5 separate regions of the Mus musculus genome follow, and regions 1, 2, 3 and 4 are each linked to region 5. The links are chromatin contacts, called in public promoter capture Hi-C maps. All regions are on one chromosome and are shown on one strand. The core of a region is the stretch at or near the end of the contact, and the rest is flanking DNA. Distances in the headings are between cores, read along the strand shown.

Region 1 (2,700 bases), core at 72-2,571, 5.9 Mb after region 5:
TTACCACGTGGTTCCAGAAGGTTCCAGTTAGGTTGTCAGGCCTGGTAGCAAGTGCCTTTAGCCATCTTGTTGGCTTACATCTTACATCTCTTTACTGTAGGTTCAGTGGGGGTTGAGTGGGGACAAAGTCATTCCTATGTATTTAATGTTACTTTACCTGCAACTTATGTTTTTGTTTCACGATAAACATCCCTTTTCGTTTTACTGTAATAAAATTGCCTTCAGATTGGCTACCTGCAATGGTGTGATTGCATCTAACACAGTATTTCTAGACTCTAGTCTCTAAAAAAAATTAAATATACATAAAGTCCTACCTCCATGATTTAGCCTAAGTAAGTAAATTAGCTTTATGGATACTCACTGCAGTGCTTGATGTGGTAGTAAAAAACATTCCAACAACCAAGCATAGCTTAAATAAACATACTTTTACAATTCAATATCTACTAATGAGAAAATTTACATAGAAACAAGCTTAAATAGCAGTACTCCAGAAAACACAAGGCTATTTGGTCAAGGTCACTGGACGAAGCTAACTCTTCTTTTTGAAGCACACATTTCCTGGTGACTTGAGAGCATGGCATGAAACCTTTCCTTAAGCGTCCTAATGTCCACTCTCCCCTTCTTCCTCAGTAACAGGATCGGATTTGTGATGGGAGGTGTTTCTCCTGTTTATGCTGTAACTAGGGATCACATTAGGGCTTAAGTAAAAGAAATATAAAAGTGGTTTTAGGAGAAACTTCCGGGAGGCTTCTTTGAGGCACTGATGACAAGAGTGAGGAAAGGAAGCAGACATTAAGCTACTTCCTGTACTAAGATCTCCTAATAAACAAACAAAAATTAGTTACTAAAACCTTCAAAGATCTGGCTAATTCTAATTGGAGAAGAAAAAAGAGGGCCGAGGGAGTACGTATGCCGATTTTCCTTTGAATAAACTTACTTTGCAAAGGTTGATAAGGTTACAAAAAATCGCTCGCGGTAGTGACCTCTTTTCGGGTTTTCCGCGACAATCCGCAAATCGAGACCATTCCTTTCGTAGACCATTCCGTCGCGCCGATGCCGGCCCTTGTCCCATTCCCAAATTTGTCTAGGGTTTGCAGGGTTTCCAGGATACCTCGTGTATCTGAGGATCTGCATTAACTTAAATTTTGGCCCCAGATGTCAGTTAGGAATTTGAGAACAGAGCCCGGCTGGCGGAATTCTCTCAGGCCACCAATCCTGGGCGCAGGGCAGGGCGGAGCTGGTCCCTCCCTGTTACGTAGCCAGTAGTCGGGACCAGACGAGGGAGGGGCGTGGCATACCTGCTATCAACCTTGTGATTGGCATTCCGTCTCCAGTGGCCGCGGCTGTCAGCTGCCCAGAAGCCTGGGCGAGTGAGGACCTACAAAGTTTGTCCGCTCCGGGGCGCCATACCGGCTCGGGTCCGGGCCAGCCGGGCTGGGCTGGGCTGAGCCCAGGAGACCCCGATGGCCGCAGTGTTCCTGGTAACGCTCTATGAATACTCGCCGCTCTTCTACATAGCGGTGGTCTTCACCTGCTTCATCGTCACCACCGGCCTGGTATTAGGATGGTGAGTGTCCAGGGCTGGGAGTGGAGGGCGCGGGGACCGCCGGCCCGGTGTGGGGTCCGCGCAGAGGGTTCGGGTGACTCCGGGAGAGCGGTCACCGCCACCGAACACACTCGGCCCAGGCCAGGCTGCTGCCCCCGTGGGATGGGACCGCAGGGGAGAACTTGGTCCTGGTGCGGGGGTCAGAGTGCGTGTCCCGAAGGCTTTGTCCCGGGCCCCGGCCTACTTTGTGCCTAGCGGGGACCGGTCACCGGCCCCGCAGGCGCGCAGACCTGACCCAAAGGAGCTTGGCTGTTTATGACCCGAACTGACCCTTGCTTGGTCCCAGATCTTTCAGAGGAACTTTTACCCGAATTCTGTATCTACCGATTGCTAATTGAATGGCTTCTTGATGCAGTCTATTTTTTTGGAAGTGATCTTTAGTTAATAAGACGTTTTTAGAAAGGAGCGAGATTTTAGGAATAAGTTATTCTGTGGGGTGGAGGCATTTTGCTTCTAGGAGAGTTACATAACCCAGGAACAATTCTTTCAGTGTTGAGTCTCCGGTATCCCTCTTGAGGAGATGCAGTTTTATCATGTTTAGGCTTATAAAACACAGCTGGTTGAAACCACGGGACTAGCCTACAGCGGTTGCTCTCTAGACTGCAGCTTTCATAGCCCCTTGAAAAGATGGTGAACCCAAATGTATTGAACAGTGGCTCTAAATGAGCAAGAACCATGGCTGGAAGTGGACCGTACAGAAAAGGACATGAGCTGTTACAGTTGGGGAACGAGTTCTCTGAAAACTATGTGAGAACGGGAATGCATTTGCAAGAAGAACAAAGCAAACAGGTTTGAGACTGAAGCGGGCTTTGTAAATCAAGCTCAAAAATACCACTTGATTACATATTCATCGTTACTTTAAAGACTTTAACAGGTCCCGGTCCGTTTCTGATAATAGGATCTCCTTTTGGAAAAAAAGAACATGTTAATATTTCCACTTGACCCCGAGTTACAGCGTAAAACTCCCATGTTGTGGACAAGATAAGATGAAGTCCAGTCTTAAGTTGTTTTCTCTTTAAGACAGGTGGTTTCCCTGTAGCATAGTATGATTGCAGTCCTGTTTCAGCATCCCAAGTGCTGGGAATATAGGGGTG
Region 2 (2,700 bases), core at 39-2,538, 7.8 Mb before region 5:
CCATATATAGTTTGGGTTACCTTTCCGTTGCTGTGATAAAACACCATGACCAAGACAAGTTACAAAAGAAAGCATTTAATCTGTTGCTTACAGGTTCGGAGGATTAGAATCCATGATGTCAGAGCAAAGGAACAGTGGCAGGAACAGCTGAGAGTCTAAAAATCACATCCAAGAGGCAAAGAGAGAGGCCCTCACTAGAAACAAAGGGAGAGGACTTTTGAAACCTCAAAGCCCGCCCCCAGTAACTCACCCTTTCCAACAAGGCCACACCTCCTAACACTTCCCAAACATTTCCACCAATTAGAGACCAAGTATGAAAATATATGAGCCTAAGGAAAGCACTCCCATTCAAACTACCAGACATGTATTAAACAATTTAGAGATAGTGGAGGAATCAGAAATAAAAACAAGGAAACAATAATCCCAAAGCTGGGACAGAGGGTCATTCAGGCTAAACACCTATACACACAAGATAATAAAATAAGGTTTTTTTAAAATTTAATAAAAAAGAAAACTCTTTTAGGCCCATAGGAGGTCAGACCAGACACCAAGGATGTAAAGACAGGAGAATTTTTCCCACACTTGAGCCCACACCCAACTCTCTGGCTAGTCCCCAGCCCCCAGCACACCCTTCACTGCAAGGTACCACACTGACCTCCAAGCCTTCCTGAAGGCTTTTAAGAGCAATTCTCAGAAACCACAGTGCAGGGCTGGGCTCCTTCAGTGTCCTCTCAGCAGATGTGTGCCCTCCCTGTCCATCCTGCACATTCCTCCAACCCACTTTATGTCACCGCACCGGCATCACAGGCCCCATCTGTAACTTGTCTCTTTACTAGTTCATTGGACGTAAGTGGATAGAAATGGAGACAATTATACTTGAAATATTCCCTAGAAAGACAGTACCCAACGCCCAGTCATCACTTCGGAAAGACTGGGACAAAGGATTAGGTTCTTGAAAGCTGGGTTTTGAAGGAGAAAGGGATCAATCCTCAGTGGCCCAGATGCTGCTGTTAATGAGAAACATTGGAATTCAAAGGCTGCGTGTGATAACGCAGGTGAAGAAATGCCACCTTAAGAGACTTCTACTTACCAGATCCTGGGGCAGGCAAGGGTGGGGCCAGCTAAGGGCAAGACCAGGTCTGCCCAGCTGCCCCGAAGGCCAGGGTGGGTGGTCCACCCTTCACAAGCTACACCAGGGCTATGAGAGGAGCGTCTCAGTCAGTGTCCCGTTCTATACCTTGACAGTGGCACAAGCCAGAGTTAGTTTTCCCCAGCTGTGGCAGACTCCTACCTCTCAGCAGAGTCTAAAGAAGGGACTTAACCCGTGGTCAGAGGGTAAGGAATGATCTAGTGCCTGGTCAGCTCAGCAAAACTCACAAGTGACAAGGGTGCTGAGAGGCACTGACCACAAGGACCTCCTTCACCGCTCACTTCCTGCCAATCGTCCCTCCTCTCTGCCACCCCGCATTCAGACTAAGTACTGATGGTCACACATGTGCTCCACAGTTGGCTTTGCAGGAAGCAGCGGGGCAGTCTACCGCAACAAACAGCCCCCACCTGGCTGATCTCTCTTATCCAAGATCAGAAAGACGTACCTGGAGGGTGGTGGTCAAAGCCTGCGGATGTCACATGGTGTGAGTGCTTCTATCCCCAGCCTCCAATGGCTCAGCTCAGGGGAACAGACCAAGACCTGGCCTCGCATGGCAGCCATCAACAACAGTGTTTCATTATGAATCACTTGTGCTGGGTTTCTCTTCATTTCCTGGAGAAAGCAGAAGTGGGAAGTCAGCAGATGCCTGCCCTTCCCATCCTTCCCTCCAAGGAGCCAATGACAGAGCTGCTTCACCAATGACTGGCAGGACAACATGGGTTTCACAAAAGCTCCCCTGAGACTGTGTGTTTGGTGATCAAGCAGAGCCAGGTGGGACCTAGGAACAGAAGGGAAAGTACAGCCTGGTGCCCATGTCTGAATTCCGCCTCTGCTGCTTACTAGCTGTGTGCCCAGCAGGCTGGGGTCCGTATGGCTCCTCGTCCTAACCCTCAGCCTCCCAGTCCTAATTTCAAATCCCTAGGAACTAAATCTAAATGCCTTCCCTTCTCTAAATGGTAAGGTATGGGAGCAGGTGTGTGGAATACCAATATGGAAGAATGGCTCTTTCTAAGACCCCAGCAGAGTTCTTAATGTCTCCACAGGATGGAGAAGACTAGATTGGAGCAGAAGCTTAGAGAAAATCAGAAACGTCTTTGTAGATAAGCCAGGCACAGGGGGGACTGGGGGAGACAAAGCCAAGGGTTAGGGGTTGCAGGAGTGTGAGGCTCAGAAACACACAAAGGAGAAAGTGGGGTGTTCTCCTGATGAGGTGACTTCATTCGTGCAGGTGATGTTCTGCCCAGATGACCCACAGGACAATGTGGGTCAGTAGGGGAAAGGGCAGGGTCCAGGCACTTATAAGAGCAGAGAGGAATCTCTGATTGGATGTTGCAGCCTTGTGCCTTTACAATATGCACATTCCCATAACTCCAGCTTTTCCTATGGGGAAAGTTTCACACTCGGGCTCAGCAAACAACTCAGGCCCAGTGCAGAAGCCACCCACCAGGGGAGCAGAGAGACTCCTTCCACAGGTGGGCATTGCCATGTGGAAGGGAAACACCCTTAGGTTTTCCATGGTCAAAGTCATGAACATCAAAAATAATGTTACC
Region 3 (2,709 bases), core at 140-2,639, 6.3 Mb before region 5:
CTGGAGAAAAACTCTACTATTAACTTATCCTCTCAGTCAGAAGTTTTTATTTTTCCTTTTTAGCTTTGTTGGAAAAATCCATTGACTACAGTGGAGGGAGCTTGAAATTTGAGGAGTCTTTAAAAGCAAATCTGGCAGAAGAGGTTGTCTTTTCACTAAAAGCAATTAGTAGTTTTCTAATTTCTCAGATGAGTCTCCATTAGCTGCAAGGCCAATGACTGACCACTCACTTCTCCTAAGGGAAACTGTTTTAGAAAGCTATTTTCTCATTGAAGGTTTAAAATAAAACCTCTCCAAGTTTCTCAACCAGGTGATTCACTGACATGAAAAAAAGTCTCTGCAGAAGAAAACTTAAAAATACTCCGTCCATCATTCACTACCTTCTTGTCCGGGACTAGTTAGTTGAAAACCCAAACCAAAACAAACAATCCGTCCCCCCCAAACCAAAACTTTATTATGAACAATTTGAGACATAAATACTGGTATGATAGCATATGTGTACATATCCCACAGCTCCAACATCGAAGGACATCCTCAGTTAATTTATTCCCTTCTTTCCCAGTTTCCAGAGGCTTAGTCTAAAACAAAATAAACGTATTGGATCATTTTACCTATCAACACTTTAGTGTGTGTGTGTGTGTGTGTGTGTGTTTTAAATTTAAAGCCACATTACCGTAAGCACGTTCGATAAGGATGACGATAATTCCTTAGTAACATAAAATACTCGGGGAGCGGGGGTGGGGTGGGGGTGTGGGGTGTCATTGCTAACAGGTAGGGGACAGAACTCCGTAGTGGGGACTGAACAAGAAAGGAGAGAGAGGATGAAGTGGCCGGCTGAAGCGGATCCCGGCTGCGAGGAGACCAGCACCCGACTGCTCCAGGTTTCGCTGCTCGTTTACCTGCGTTGGCTCTCTCGCACCGTCAGACCAGGTCAAAGGCGGCCCCAAGTTCCCCGCCTCCAAGGTCCGGGCGGTGGCCCAGCAGGCTCGGCGCAGCTGCACAAGTCTCTGTCCCTAGACACCGGAGGGTCCCTGGAGGGGAAACGATTGACACAGCTGCCTGCACTGTGCCGCGAGCCTTCCCGCGCTGCACCTGCGTCTCGTCGCGTGGCTAGGAACTGGGACTGGCTCCGGAGTCGGTGAAGTCCAGCAGGCCCTTAGCCAGAACCTATACCGTTCGCCAGCTCCGGAACCGGGCTTTAGACACCAGGACCTTGCGGAAGAGAGAACTACAACTCCCGTCGGGCCACGCGGTCCGACCAATGGTGGTAGCCGGCGCGTGCGGGGCGCGGCGCCTGCGCGGCGGTTTGAGTAAGAGGCCGTACGATTGGCTGCGGAGTCGGGCGGCCGCGCGGGGCCTGTGGGAAGCGGAGTGACGGAGCGAGCGGCTGTTGGAGGAAGGAGGTGGGGGGCCGGGAGCGCAAATGGCGTTGAGATGGTTCAGGGCCCTGTTCAAACTCCAGCGCTGACCATTCACCGGCGGAGGCGGCGGCGCAGAAGGCGGCGGCGGCCCAGCGGGGGCACGTAGCGGGCTCGGCACCGGCGGCGGCCGCCAGGGAGGCCTAGGCCCTGTCCGGCCGGCGCGCCTGAGGTGGGGAGGGAAGTTGCGGGGCCGCCGCTCACCCCCCACCCCCCCTGTCGCCCGAGCTTCCTATTTACCGAAGCGGAGCCGCGGACTGTGACGGCAGCAGAGCCCCTCGCCCCTCTCGGTGGCACCGGTCGGCACTGGTCTCTCGCGCGGGGCTCCCGCGCCCGCCCGCGGGCCGTTGGGAGCCGGAGAGGCGGAGGCGGCCCGAGGCCAAAGCACCCGCCAGGCGCCGAGGGTAAGTGAGGTCTCGGGCGGCTGCCTAGGCCCGGAGTGAGTTGGGGCGGGTGGAGGCGGCAGGGGCGGCGCGAGGCTCGTTGCTCACCTGGCTTCTAAGGAAGTTGGGCACCGGAGGATCGCAAGAAACTCTTTCCCTTCCCACCTCTTAATTTTGCCTTTTGAGTTCTTCTCCGGCTACTTGATTTGACTTCTCTTTTCCAAACCCGGTCCGGTTGATTTGAGTCCCGAATTCTTTTTCCCCGTCGTCTCCTCCGCCTCTAGCCGTCACCGAGAGGCCTTGCTTCGGGGACTCGGTAGCAGAAGCTTCCGGGGCGTCCGAAGCGACATCCCTTTCCTAGGCTGTGGGGGTTGGGAGGAGAAAAGTTGCGTGAGTGTCCAGCCCGAGGGGTGTCTCGGCTCCAGCCTCCGGGCGCACTCGCAGCCTCAGGTGAGGGTTTCTGTTTGCCCATTCCACTCTCCTCTCTTTATTGAAGCCCCCCTAATGCATTACCTTGGGTGTCTTTCCTGGAAGTGGCTAGGTTTCTTTACAGCTTCAGTGTAAGGAGGTTGGTTGGTTGTTTTGTATACCCTTTCCCTAATTTAAATCGCAGTGCACTTCCATCAAAAGTCAGCTGGGCTTTGGGATGAAGCGAAGGCCTCCCAAATCGAAAACAATCAGTTGTGAACCTTCTTTTCCTTTTTAGTTAGGACTGTTGGTGAAATTTGAAGCCAGAACAAGATAGTGTGTCTGAAATGTGCGTAAAACGTCATGCCAAATATATATGCTGAATTTGTACATATGTTAAGCTTAGATAATGCCATCGCAGTAGTCTGCTGACTTTTTAAAATGGACGTTATGGAAAACAGTAAAAGCAATCACGTAACTCTTGTACTCATATCTCCTGG
Region 4 (2,700 bases), core at 60-2,559, 6.2 Mb before region 5:
TGTGTGCATACTCATGTGCACATACACAATCAATCAATCAATCAATCAATCAAGGTAATAAAAATAATTTCACATGTATATATAAAAAATATCTTATGTCTGTATGGTTGTACACTTGACAAAATAAATCTGATAGCCTATGGCTTAGGCACAAAATAGGTAGGACATTCGGGAGGCAGAAAGGATTCTGGGAGCCAGGAGCAGGAGATTTGCCTGGGAAGATGTAACAAGACAGACACATGGTATCTGAGCACGGGTGACTAGTCACATGGCAGAATATAGATTAAAATAAACGGGTAATCATAAATTATGACCTACTCAGATAAGAACCTAGTTATATGGCCAAGATATTTATAAATATATTTTGAGCCTGAGTCTTAATTCCTGGGAGCATGGGGCTGGGAGGTAGAAAGAACCAGGACAAAACTTCTACACAGGTGTAAAGAGGTCACGGGTGGAGAATGTTTCAGAAGCCCTCCCTCAGCAAGTGAGATCATTGTAATTCCATTATCATCTGAGTGTTGCACCCTACGCTGGTCCTGCACACCATCGGTCTCAGAATATGCTGACTTGGAAACGAGCCTTATGTGATCTTCAGCTGCTGCAGGTAAGGCTCCCTTCTTGTTGCTCTCACCAGCTTCACATTCATGGTGGGGAGAGCCTATCATGCCCAGTTAGACTCACACAGAGGCAGAAAGGACCAGGATTAAATCCATATCTATTCGATGCCCAAGCCGGTTCCGGCACCCCGATCCCTCCTCCTCTGGTGGTATTACTTCTTGTTGGTTCCCGAGTCACCCCATCCAGAGTTTGTTGATGTCAGGAAACTGGTTTTGTTCATGTTTCAATACACAACATGTTAGGAGTGTAGCTTAGAATAACTTTATCTTGACCAGTTGCTAAAAATAAATTCCAATTTGTCTTAGCAAGGAAAATCCCATTTAAGGATCTAGAGAGCTGTGTTCAATGATGCAGGCTCAGAATCTCAGCACTTGGGAGACTGATTCTGCAGGATTGTGGTTCAAAGCAGACTGGGCAAATCAGGGAAACACTGGCATACACACATAAAAGAAAATGAAGTCCCAAAGAAGCGGTAATTTGAAGCATTAACACTCTAGGAAGATTTTAGTTAAGAAAAACAAGATTAATCTGAGAGGCTACCTCCAGGTTGAGTGACTGATAATGCAATTTGTGTGTCGGACAGACTTCCCTGACTAGTCAGAAAACTAAGCAAATTATTAACTTAGAGGTAGCAAAACTACAGGAGAAAGTCAATGTGACTTATTGGGTAATATTTATACAGCTGAAAGAGTGAACATTGGACAAAGGTGACCTTAAAATAATCTTCTAAGGGGGACAGTCAATGGAGAAACCTAGAAAACCTGGGGTAAGCATCATGTTTAGAAGAAATAGTTCAAGGACCTGGGTGGACACTGCTTAGGACCTCACTGAAAATCTCTCTCTCTCTCTCTCTCTCTCTCTCTCTCTCTCTCTCTCTCTCTCTGTGTGTGTGTGTGTGTGTGTGTCTCTCTTACTCCCTGCCACCCTCTTTCCCTCCCTCTCTTTCTCTGTCTGTCTCTGTCTCTCTGTCTCTCTCCCTTTTTCTCCTCCCTCTCTCTCTTTGTCTCTCTCTTCCTCCCCCTCTCTTCCTCTCTTTCTATCCTTCCCCCTCTGTCTCTCTGTCTCTGTCTCTGTCTGTCTCTCCCTCTAAACCTCTCCTCCTCTCCCCCACCTTCTCCTTCCCCTCTCCTTCCCCTCCGTTCCCCATTCCTCTCTCTTTATCTCCTTGACAGAGGGTTTCAGCCCTGCTGGCCTCAAATTTGCTGTACAGTAGAGACTGACCTTGCATTTCCGATTCCCCTCCCTCTACTCTCCAAATGCTGTGATTACAAGTGTGTGGCACTACACCTGTCCTTTCACTGTTAAAGCTTTTGGCATTTGAACCTAAACACTTGTTTGTTGAGATGGAATCTTATAGTCCAGTCTGGTCTAAAGCTCTTGATCTTCCCACCTTAGCCTCCTGGTGCTGGGATTTGTTATAGATTTGTGCCACCCCTGACCCCTGACAACACACATAAAACTGATCTTTATAGCCATGCCTGCTGACATACAACTGCAATGCCAGTTACCCAGGAGGTGTGAAAGGGTAGATGGGACAATAGATCAGTGGTAGGAAGTTTGCCTAATATGCATTGAGGCCCTGGGGTTCATCCCAGGACTGTAGCACTGTATTACCACCACCTAAACAAACAAACAAACAAACATACATACATACAAACAAACACTTCTCTGGAACTTAGGTTTAGACATTTAGTATCGTCAGTATGTCTGGGCCTGGCTTTGGGGTGGAACCCACATCCTGAGTTGAACCCGTAGACCATGAACAGGTTTCTAAACTACTTGAGCATGTATTTTTGCATGACTGGCCATGTGAGCCTTCAGATGGCATTTGGTGACTGAATTGAGATAGTAGAGGACAAATTTGGGAGGTTACAGTTGTCAGCATTTTAGATAGTTGCATGGCATCCCGTGGAAAATGCAACAGCAAGAACCAAATACCACAGGCATGTGCACCACTTCTCCAGCCTCTTCTACTTCACACTTCTGTCATCTGGGATGAAAACTTAAGCACAGTTCTTATAAAAATAGCTCTCTTGTCCCAATCTCCTGCTATATATACACTAGACTTGGTCAAACCAC
Region 5 (2,832 bases), core at 87-2,586:
ATCATGAATTCAAGGCAACCCTGGGTTACACAAGACCCTGACACCAAAAAAAAAAAAAAAAAAAAAAAAAAAAAAAGACTTGGGGACAGCTAAGGGAGGAGCCAGAGAGCAGAAGTCTGGGCTTCATTCTAAGGGTTTTAGGGCCCAGGAGGAGTTTTGAGAGAAAGGGTGTCTCCAGCAACCTCTGAGCTGTTAGAATGTGGGGCCCCAGATTTCCTTTCATAAATAAGGAAGCACTCAGCAGGCACCAACTTCTACTCAGAAGCCAAGGGGCTGTGTGGAAACTGTCCCTTGACAGCCACAACTGTGTAGGATTTGGCAGGCAACTGACCTAAATCCACCAGTCCGTTGGGGTGACCACCTAGAGAGCTGAGATCACACCTGCTACAGGCTCCAGCCCAGCGTCCTGCACACGCTGCCCAACACATCTCGATGTCCCAGAACACCAGTGTCCTGATACAGTCACCGTGGCTCTGCAACCAGCTCCGGGCAGGCACTGGCTGAAGACACTGAGTTCTGAGGATTCTGACTGCCTCTCACTGGAGACCAAGTTTCAGTCCTCCAGACAGGAGTTTCAGTGGTTCAGGGGCCGAAGTCCCCAAATGTGCACTCTGCCCACCCTCTGCACTGCACGCCCGGGAGGGAAGGGAATACAGGAGCTCCAACCTAGGCTGAGCCAGAATCACAACTTGGCCAAACCTCGGGCTAGGTCAGGGGTCGGGCTCTGCTCCCAAACACAGCCTTTAGCGACTAGCACCGAGAAGCCAGGATCGCCACCTCCTTAAACTCTTGCCGGACAGCGTGGGACCCCGCGACAGCGTGCACATTCAGGGTGGGTGGGGGCTGGGCGACCGTCCCCTCATCCGGGACCGGAGCTGAATAAAGAGCCTTCCGCTGGGTTCGCAGGTGAGGACCGACAGAGCCCAGGCAGCAGCCGGGAGCAGACACACCTTCCGGGTAGCCCGCCGCGCCTCCCACTCGATACAGCGCCCCAGTTCGGCTCAGCGGGGTCCCGGCCGCGGCCTCCAGAGCTCGCGGGCGGTCTCAGCAGACAAAGCCCGCGCCACCCGCGGGGCCGCCCCCGCCAGCCAAGGGAGTCCAGGGGCCGAGCAGGAACGCGGGGAGCAGCCGCTGTCCCGAGAGGACGCTCACGAGGGCCGGCCCGAGACAATAAAGACAGGCCCGACGCTTCAGCGAGGCCACGCGTTCTACTTACCCGGGCGCGGCAGCAGCGGCGGCAGCACGGCCCGGTTGGCCGAGGAAGTTAGAGCAAGTTCAGCAGCTCCGAGCGGGAGGGCGCGACTCGGGCCGTCCGAGCGGCGGGGGCGGGGCGCGGAGGGGCGGGGCCGCGGCGAAAAAAGAGGCGCCGCTTCCTCGCACCGCTCAGCCGCCCAGTGCGTCTGGCGCACCCAAGCCCCGCCCCCGCTCTTTGCTCCTCCCCATGCAGGAACCGCCCCATCTTTCGCTCCTCCCCCCCACCCAGGCCTGGCTCTCACCGCTCGCTCCGCCCCACTGTGCTATCAGCCCACATCCCACCGCTGATTGCCCCTCCCACATTGATCACCACGCCTTCTCTACGCCCCGCCTGTGTTCCGCCCCCGGGTCGCCGTGCTCCACCCCCTACCGTGCACCCCGCCCTACAAATGGTCATCCATAGGTAATGAGGCGGATCGCTGACCCGCCCCTTTGTCCGGCTCTGGGCGGTGCCCCAAACGGGATTTACCCGGTTCCGCCCTCTCTGTGGCTCCCGGACGCTGGCGAAGTCGATCGCTTGTGGCCGCAGAGTTGAGCGCTCGGCCAAGTTACGCCGCGCAAATGCTCCTCTGGTATTAGCTCTTAACCCGGCGGGAGCCGAGCCAGGGAGAAATGCGAGTTACAAGATGCCTGTGTCAAGGGATGCTCGAGGTGGCTGAGAGGTGGAAGAAGATTGGTGAAATGGCTGGTTTTAAGATGGAAGGCATTCCTGCCCAGCCTTGGGAGCCAGTGTGTGCGGGTAGTTTTCTAGAAACGGTGGTTGAGATTTCTTTACAGCTGAGCCGTAAACACTCGCTCCTTCCAGTCTCGGTGCTAAAAATACCAAGCTTCCTTTGGATGTCCTGCTGAGATTTGCTCATCACCTTTATGCTGAGGAGATGGCTGGGCTGATTCTTGGAAGTGGAAGGTCACAGGACAGGCAGATAGATTTACAGTGCTGTCCACACTGCTGTGATAAAAAGGCCGATCTCGTCCCAGCCTAGATCTGCTTGTCAATAGAGCAAAGCATAACCTTGTCCTGCTTGGTAAACTCGTGTAGATTTGCGGGAGCTGAGGGACAGATCTGCTCCTCTTGGGCTATACAAAAGTGGCATAAGACTGGGGCTATGTTTTTAACACACGCAGCCAACAGGTTAAGTTCATTGTAAAGAGAAAAAGAAAATCTGGAAATAGAATGTACCTTTCTGCTGCTAGTTGTGGTTATTTAACAATGGGGATGTAGCCTGTTTCTAGAATATGCCAGATAGCTCAAGGACCTCTCTGGCAAGGAAACCTGTCCATATTGTCACCTCTAACTAACCAAAATGCATGATTGGGTGTCTGATGTGTGGGCACCAGGTCTTGAATTATCCTGGGGAGTGCAGCAGCCTGAAACCTCTCCCTCCACATAGTTACTGTTTAGTAGAAAAGACAAATCATTTCAAGATGAAATCAATGCTGAGACAAGACAAAAGCCCAGGGATAAAGTGAGCATGTGGAAGGGAAAGGTGAGAGAGAGATTGATGTTGAAACTGAAAGCAAAGGAGTGAAGAGTTAGAAGAGGGGGTGGGGGGTAGGGGTGGCAGTTGGTCCAGAAAG

What was found. Promoter capture Hi-C pulls out the DNA fragments that hold promoters and counts their contacts.
Region 1: a contact with region 5 is called in a promoter capture Hi-C map of pre-B cells. The contact joins the promoter of Cgrrf1 here to the promoter of Tspan14 in region 5. A contact is called at or near these places in 1 of 39 promoter capture datasets (pre-B cells) and 1 of 484 Hi-C or Micro-C datasets (CD4 T cells).
Region 2: a promoter capture Hi-C map of pre-B cells shows a contact between it and region 5. The contact joins the promoter of Wdfy4 here to the promoter of Tspan14 in region 5. A contact is called at or near these places in 1 of 39 promoter capture datasets (pre-B cells) and 1 of 484 Hi-C or Micro-C datasets (B cells).
Region 3: a promoter capture Hi-C map of pre-B cells shows a contact between it and region 5. The contact joins the promoter of Wapl here to the promoter of Tspan14 in region 5. A contact is called at or near these places in 2 of 39 promoter capture datasets (cranial neural crest and pre-B cells) and 2 of 484 Hi-C or Micro-C datasets (B cells and CD4 T cells).
Region 4: a contact with region 5 is called in a promoter capture Hi-C map of pre-B cells. The contact joins the promoter of A930038B10Rik here to the promoter of Tspan14 in region 5. A contact is called at or near these places in 1 of 39 promoter capture datasets (pre-B cells) and 1 of 484 Hi-C or Micro-C datasets (centroblasts).

What each region holds. Positions count from the first base shown.
Region 1 is chr14:46,830,813-46,833,512 of GRCm38.p6, forward strand. Cgrrf1 (cell growth regulator with ring finger domain 1) reads left to right here and starts at 1,322. Exons shown (of 6, transcript NM_026832.4): 1 at 1,322-1,567. The coding sequence starts at 1,464.
Region 2 is chr14:33,183,778-33,186,477 of GRCm38.p6, forward strand. Wdfy4 (WD repeat and FYVE domain containing 4) reads right to left here and starts at 1,289. Exons shown (of 59, transcript NM_001146022.2): 1 at 1,091-1,289.
Region 3 is chr14:34,672,539-34,675,247 of GRCm38.p6, forward strand. Wapl (WAPL cohesin release factor) reads left to right here and starts at 1,390. Exons shown (of 19, transcript NM_001004436.4): 1 at 1,390-1,822. It overlaps 5830448L01Rik (RIKEN cDNA 5830448L01 gene), which reads right to left and starts at 2,130. Exons shown (of 1, transcript NR_165636.1): 1 at 433-2,130.
Region 4 is chr14:34,758,886-34,761,585 of GRCm38.p6, forward strand. It overlaps A930038B10Rik (a long non-coding RNA gene), which reads left to right and starts at 1,310. Exons shown (of 5, transcript XR_001781218.2): 1 at 1,310-1,387.
Region 5 is chr14:40,965,560-40,968,391 of GRCm38.p6, forward strand. Tspan14 (tetraspanin 14) reads right to left here and starts at 1,337. Exons shown (of 9, transcript NM_145928.2): 1 at 1,217-1,337.